Regions from separate parts of the Gossypium arboreum genome. Here region 1 is linked to region 2. The links are chromatin contacts, called in public Hi-C maps. All regions are on one chromosome and are shown on one strand. Each heading gives the region's core, a stretch centred on a gene start, on an enhancer-like site or on the middle of the called end of the contact. The rest is flanking DNA. Distances are from core to core; before and after follow the strand shown.

What was found. Hi-C and Micro-C count contacts between places; a contact is called where the count stands out from the background.
Region 1: a Hi-C map of leaf shows a contact between it and region 2, with 2.0 times the contacts expected there. The contact joins the promoter of LOC108461898 here to the promoter of LOC108464227 in region 2. A contact is called at or near these places in 2 of 5 Hi-C or Micro-C datasets (both in leaf).

The regions. Positions count from the first base shown.
Region 1 is chr1:7,371,280-7,374,048 of ASM2569848v2, forward strand. It overlaps LOC108461898 (UDP-galactose/UDP-glucose transporter 5B), which reads right to left and starts at 1,263. Exons shown (of 12, transcript XM_017761875.2): 1 at 801-1,263; 2 at 588-711. The coding sequence starts at 698. It overlaps LOC108463023 (monofunctional riboflavin biosynthesis protein RIBA 3, chloroplastic), which reads left to right and starts at 2,300. Exons shown (of 7, transcript XM_017762958.2): 1 at 2,300-2,514; 2 at 2,602-2,769. The coding sequence starts at 2,474.
Region 2 is chr1:7,163,051-7,165,882 of ASM2569848v2, forward strand. LOC108464227 (histone H4) reads left to right here and starts at 1,302. Exons shown (of 1, transcript XM_017764392.2): 1 at 1,302-1,891. The coding sequence starts at 1,389. The coding sequence ends at 1,700. It overlaps LOC108464226 (calcium-transporting ATPase 1, endoplasmic reticulum-type-like), which reads right to left. Exons shown (of 9, transcript XM_053026842.1): 9 at 2,299-2,832. The coding sequence ends at 2,570.

The sequences.
Region 1 (2,769 bases), core at 13-2,512, 210 kb after region 2:
CATACTTCTTATAATTAATAGAGTAAGACATTAATGGCTTAAGTGTCTTCTCTAGCATTCTTAGTATTTATTTAGGTACCCTTTAAACTAGAAAAAAACCAACTGCTTTCATCTGGAATTAAAAGCCAAATCTTCAATTCTAATATAGAGAAACTCACCCAAAAAATTTTAACTTACATTTTAGCGAGGAAATATATAAGAATCGTTCTGCTATATCATCAGCACAGCTAAAATTCCCAATTTTTATTTTCATATTCAAATTTCCAAACAATCAAAGAGTACCCAGATCTTCCATTTGCATAAATAAATAAATAAATAAAAACCTCCTGGGCTTGCATGTTTTACTAAAATCAACCGTTTTAGAAGCTCTAGACAAAGATATTAAAATCTAATGTTTCTTTCTTGTAAACAGTTTACATTCAGAAAAGACATTTAAATTAACTTTTAAAAGAACCCAAAATAACAATCTTTTTTAGGTAAAAACAAACAATGCAATTAAAAATTAAGAACAGAGATCCTATTATAAACAGACAAAAGCAACAAATAAAGAAATATACACCATTTTTTAAAAAAGAAAAACGAAGAACCTGTAAAACCCCATAGATGACAAGAGTAATCAAGATTCCACTGACAGCAAAGACCCCTTTCCATAATTTGTTCTCCTTCACCCCATCCTCCGTCGGCAGTGGTTCGGCCATAGCCCATTCAGCACTAAATCAAACCAATTTTAGTTTTTTTTTTCTTTATATATATTTAAAAAAAAAAAGAACTTCAGAAAGTGCAGAGAAAATGAAAATCACCTGAAAAATGTACGGACGGATCTAAGAGAAAAAAAAGATCGGGGAACACGTGGAAGAAGGAAGGGAACTGAGAGAGTGAAAGTTTTCAAAAAGAAGAGGAAGAAGCGGAAACTTAGGAATGTTAAAACAAACAATTGTCGTTTCAAGCTTTGGGGAGATCGGAACTAGTGTCGTTTTAAGCCGTCGCGCCGCCGCTTCTCTCTCACTTTCAAGTGTAAAACAAAAAGCTATTGGCTTTTTCTATGAATCCTACGGGCTACGGTAAGGTGGTACAGACTAGAAACCGTTTAACGCAGCTTTTTTTTTCTTTGGGTGAAAAAGAAATTACAAGTCAAGTATCAAATATTAAAAAAACTCGGCACATTAACTTTTTCGACCAATCACAAATCCTGTCCTGCCTAAGTTTGATTATCTGGTTTGCAATTCTATTATTTTTTTTAGGAATATCTTTAAAATTTCAGTGACACTTTAAAAATAAAAGTATTCTCCTAACTAAGGTAGGATTAGAACCATTATAAATTCCTTCATTAATAAGGTTAACAGTTTCAAAATTTTAGTGACACTTTTCGATAGCCACGATCAAGAACAATTTGTAACCCATCAAGGATGCCTCATAATTCTAAATCAATAACTGCACAATTTTTTAAATACACTGTAAAACCAACAATTTAATTCCCATTATCATCTTCTAGAAGCCCTCCAGCAACGCAACTAATCTTTTTTAAAACTAAATTCAAAGTCAAGAATTATCTTCACATTTTATTTAAAAGATATTCAAACGGTAAGAAATTAAATAATGTGAAATTAAAATATATGAACTAAATCTTAGTAAAAAGATAAAATTATAAGATTTAATTGTATTAGACATCCAAAAACTATGATCTTCAATCTAAATTGATCTCTATAATTTAAAACATTTTAATTACATACCTAAATTAAATTATGAATGTTATATTAATAAAGTGTTTCCATTATTAAAATAGTTAATATAATTGTTAAACATCATACCAACTTTTACATGACATAATTTAAAATGAATATTGAGAAAATATAAAGTAAAACCCTCGAAGCCAAGATAATTACTAGGTACATTTTCACAATATTCATTTATTTTTATTTTCATTTTAAATTATGTCACTCGAAATATGATGTTTAATTTAATTGTTAAATTAACGATTTTAATAATAAAAATTTTAATATAGCCTCGATATTTTAAAAATATAATTACAATAAATTAAAATTTGTGTAGTAATTTAGAATGAATTAACTCAAATTATAATTTGTCCAAACATTTCACGGGGGCTTTATTTTTTTCTCTGTTTTAGAAAGAAATTATTTATCCTTTTGTCACTTCTCCAAGTCCAGAATGTGACAATTTAAATACAGGATAAGGACTAAATAGATAATTAGGTTGAGCAAAAGAGATTAAAATTTTTTCATTGTTTAATATGTTTGGATGGGGTAAGAAAATGACAGGTTTGCTTGAAACATAGAGGGCCATTCATGTCATTGTGATTAACATCATATGGATTGGCTACAAAGTGAAATGCCATCCACAACTACAGGTACCCCTTCTATTCTTTCCATACAAAACACCAATAAAGCTAGTAGAGCAGATCCTGCCATCTCAATTATATATATATATTTCTTTCTTTTCCTCCGACTTTCATTCCATGGATTGTGCTTTATCTCCTCAGATCTTCATAAACACAAGGTATAAATTATATGGTACATATGTGAACTATGATTAAAGTTGTCCTGTTTATGTACTGAGATTACATGGTGGTTCATTTTGTTACAGATTTCCTAGGTGTGTGGCCATCAGACAAGGAGTTGAAATCAGGCTATACAGAAAAAGATGGTTGAATTCTAGTTGCTGTGCTGTGGGGGTGTCTGAGATGGGTGCTGGCAACCTGTTTGATGATGGGTCCTTGAAAGGGTCTGAAAATGGGTCATTGTTGGGTGCACT
Region 2 (2,832 bases), core at 52-2,551:
TTTATGTCTATAAATAGACTTTATAGGAATTTTGTAAACAGCCAAATTGATCAATAAAATTCACAGTTCTTTTGATGCCTCTATTTCTTTTATTCTTTGTTTTGCTTATTATTTATTTCATAAATCACAACTTTTCCTTATATTTTATATTTGAATTTCCATTCAAATAATAACTCTATTTTAAAATTAGTGCAACTTTTTAATTAATAATTACAAATTAAATTATAATTATTTTTAAATGTGAATTTAATAATATGATAAAAATATTTTCATCGCTTAAATTTTTTTCAAACTCGTACTTTTATATATATATTATAAATAGATGATAGATTATAGAATTGACATTAATATTATTATAAAATAATAAACCAAATTATATTTTTAATATGTAAATAATGAAAAAAAAACTAAAACCACAATTATACCATATTTTATTTATATCAACCAATCGCTTTCAAATATTGGCAGCCAGTAGACATGTATTTGCCATGTATTTGCCATTTTAGAGGTTAGGGTAAACTATAAAAATAGTCATTTTTGTTTGCCTCAAGTTATATTTTAATCACTTATATTATTATTTTGTTACGAAGTGATCACTCTTCCGTTAAGTTCCGTTATCTCCCTAACGGTAATCCTACGGGGCAGTCCAATTAGATTTTATAGTCAATGAAAGTTGGTAATATTGTAAAGTTGTTTTTAATACTCGGTTTTATAACAAGCAAACATCTGGAACAAGAAAGTCCAAAATTCGCCCTCAACGTTTGCACATTTTTTAATGTAAGTCATTATACAATTTACATTTGTAACCCAGAGGATGTATGAGTATATCTATTAATACATACTTTATCCGACTAAATTATCTGTTAATAGTAAATGAAATGTATAATTTAGCCGGATAAATTATGTATTAACAGATGAGCTTAAAATATAGTTGGACTGTCACGTAAGATTACCGTTAGGGAGATAACGAAACTTAACGGAAGAATGATCACTTCGTAACAAAATAATAACATAAGTGACTAAAACGTAATATTTTAAATACAAATAACTAAAATATAACTTGAAACAAATAAAAGTAACTATTTTTATAGTTTATCCTATAGTCTCGCCCCAAAAATTCATTTTCGAATTTCAACTCGCATTACAACAGGCGCTTGAAAAAAAGCTGCTAATATTCCACGTCATCGATCCGCGTCAGTTATTCTTATCTCCACCCTTGATTTTAACTAATTGACGGACGAAATTCATTATCACTAATATCACGCGGATCGGTCTACCAATACAACACTCCGCACTTCTCCTATAAATACGTCGACTATTTTAGATTATACAACAAGTTTTCAATATATCTTCATAGAAGTTCTATCGATTTCAGTTTAGCATTCATAATGTCAGGAAGAGGAAAGGGAGGCAAGGGTTTGGGTAAGGGAGGAGCGAAGCGTCACCGTAAGGTCCTCCGTGACAATATCCAGGGAATTACGAAGCCGGCTATTCGGCGTTTGGCTCGTAGGGGAGGCGTTAAGCGTATCAGCGGCTTGATCTACGAAGAAACCCGTGGTGTTCTTAAGATCTTCCTGGAGAACGTGATTCGTGACGCTGTCACCTACACAGAGCACGCGAGGAGAAAGACTGTGACTGCTATGGATGTGGTTTATGCACTCAAGAGGCAGGGCAGGACTTTGTATGGATTCGGTGGTTAAATGTGATTTAGGGTTTAGGTTTTAGAATGGTGGTGTCTTAGGGGGGATTTGAAGTCTTGCTGTCAAGAATGTTTGAGCTTTGGGTTAGGGATTGTAATTAGGGGGTGTTTACCCGTTTGTTTGTTTTGTGGGTTGTGTAATTCGTGCTTCGAATTGCAGATTTCAATGAAATTTTAACTTCATTTTGTTAATTTGTATGTCTTACTTATTTTGAATTTAATTCATTTCTGGTTTACGGTGTTTTGATGAGGAGATTGGCAAAAGGAAAATGAAGTCTGCAAAATTTAGGAGCTAAAGAAAGCTGAAAGCGTATATGAAAGTCATCTTGATGCTCTAATTTGCTCATTCGATAGTTTAATTTTTACTGTCAAGAATGTTCGAACTTAGGGGTTTTTATTTTGGATTATACGAAGTTATAAGTTGGTATCTGTTGATTGCTTCTGTGTTTTTTAACTCATGCTTCGAGTTGCAGATTTGAATGATATTTGAACTTCGTTTTGTTTACTTTAATGTGTTTCTGGTTTTGAATTTACTTATTTTCTGGTTTATGGGGTTTGAAGAAGATATCGGAAAATTAAAATTGTTGATCTGCTTTGGCTTTATCAAGAGCTTACGAGTTAACAGACTGAGGGTACACCACACTAGTAGGATGTTGTCTAATATTGTTGAGTTCACATAGAACACTTTGACACCCAACAGATAGCACTACAGAACCATGACAAGTTGATAGTTTGCCTAAAGTTTAATTTAACCCCATAGCCTATAGCATATAGGTCACTATAGGTCAATGATGGGAGGCATGCTGCACATTGAGCATCCACGGAAGTTCTAATCTTGATCCTCTAAATGTTAATACAATTACTGTATAATCATTCAGCTTTATGCTTTATAGATTTAGTTGCAGGAGAATACCGCGGCCCGGTTGTGCATCTTCCAATGCATTTGAGCACCTCATCGATCAGAATGACTGGAAAAGCAACTGCCAATACCAGCAACCATTCGTTGAGGCTGAGGGGAACAATCCCAAACACTTGAGCAAGGAATGGCACGTAGAGAATCAAGAAATGGAGTCCAAACGAAATTGACATAGCCAAAAGGAGCCATGGATTAACCCAAGGAGGCATTGTCAATA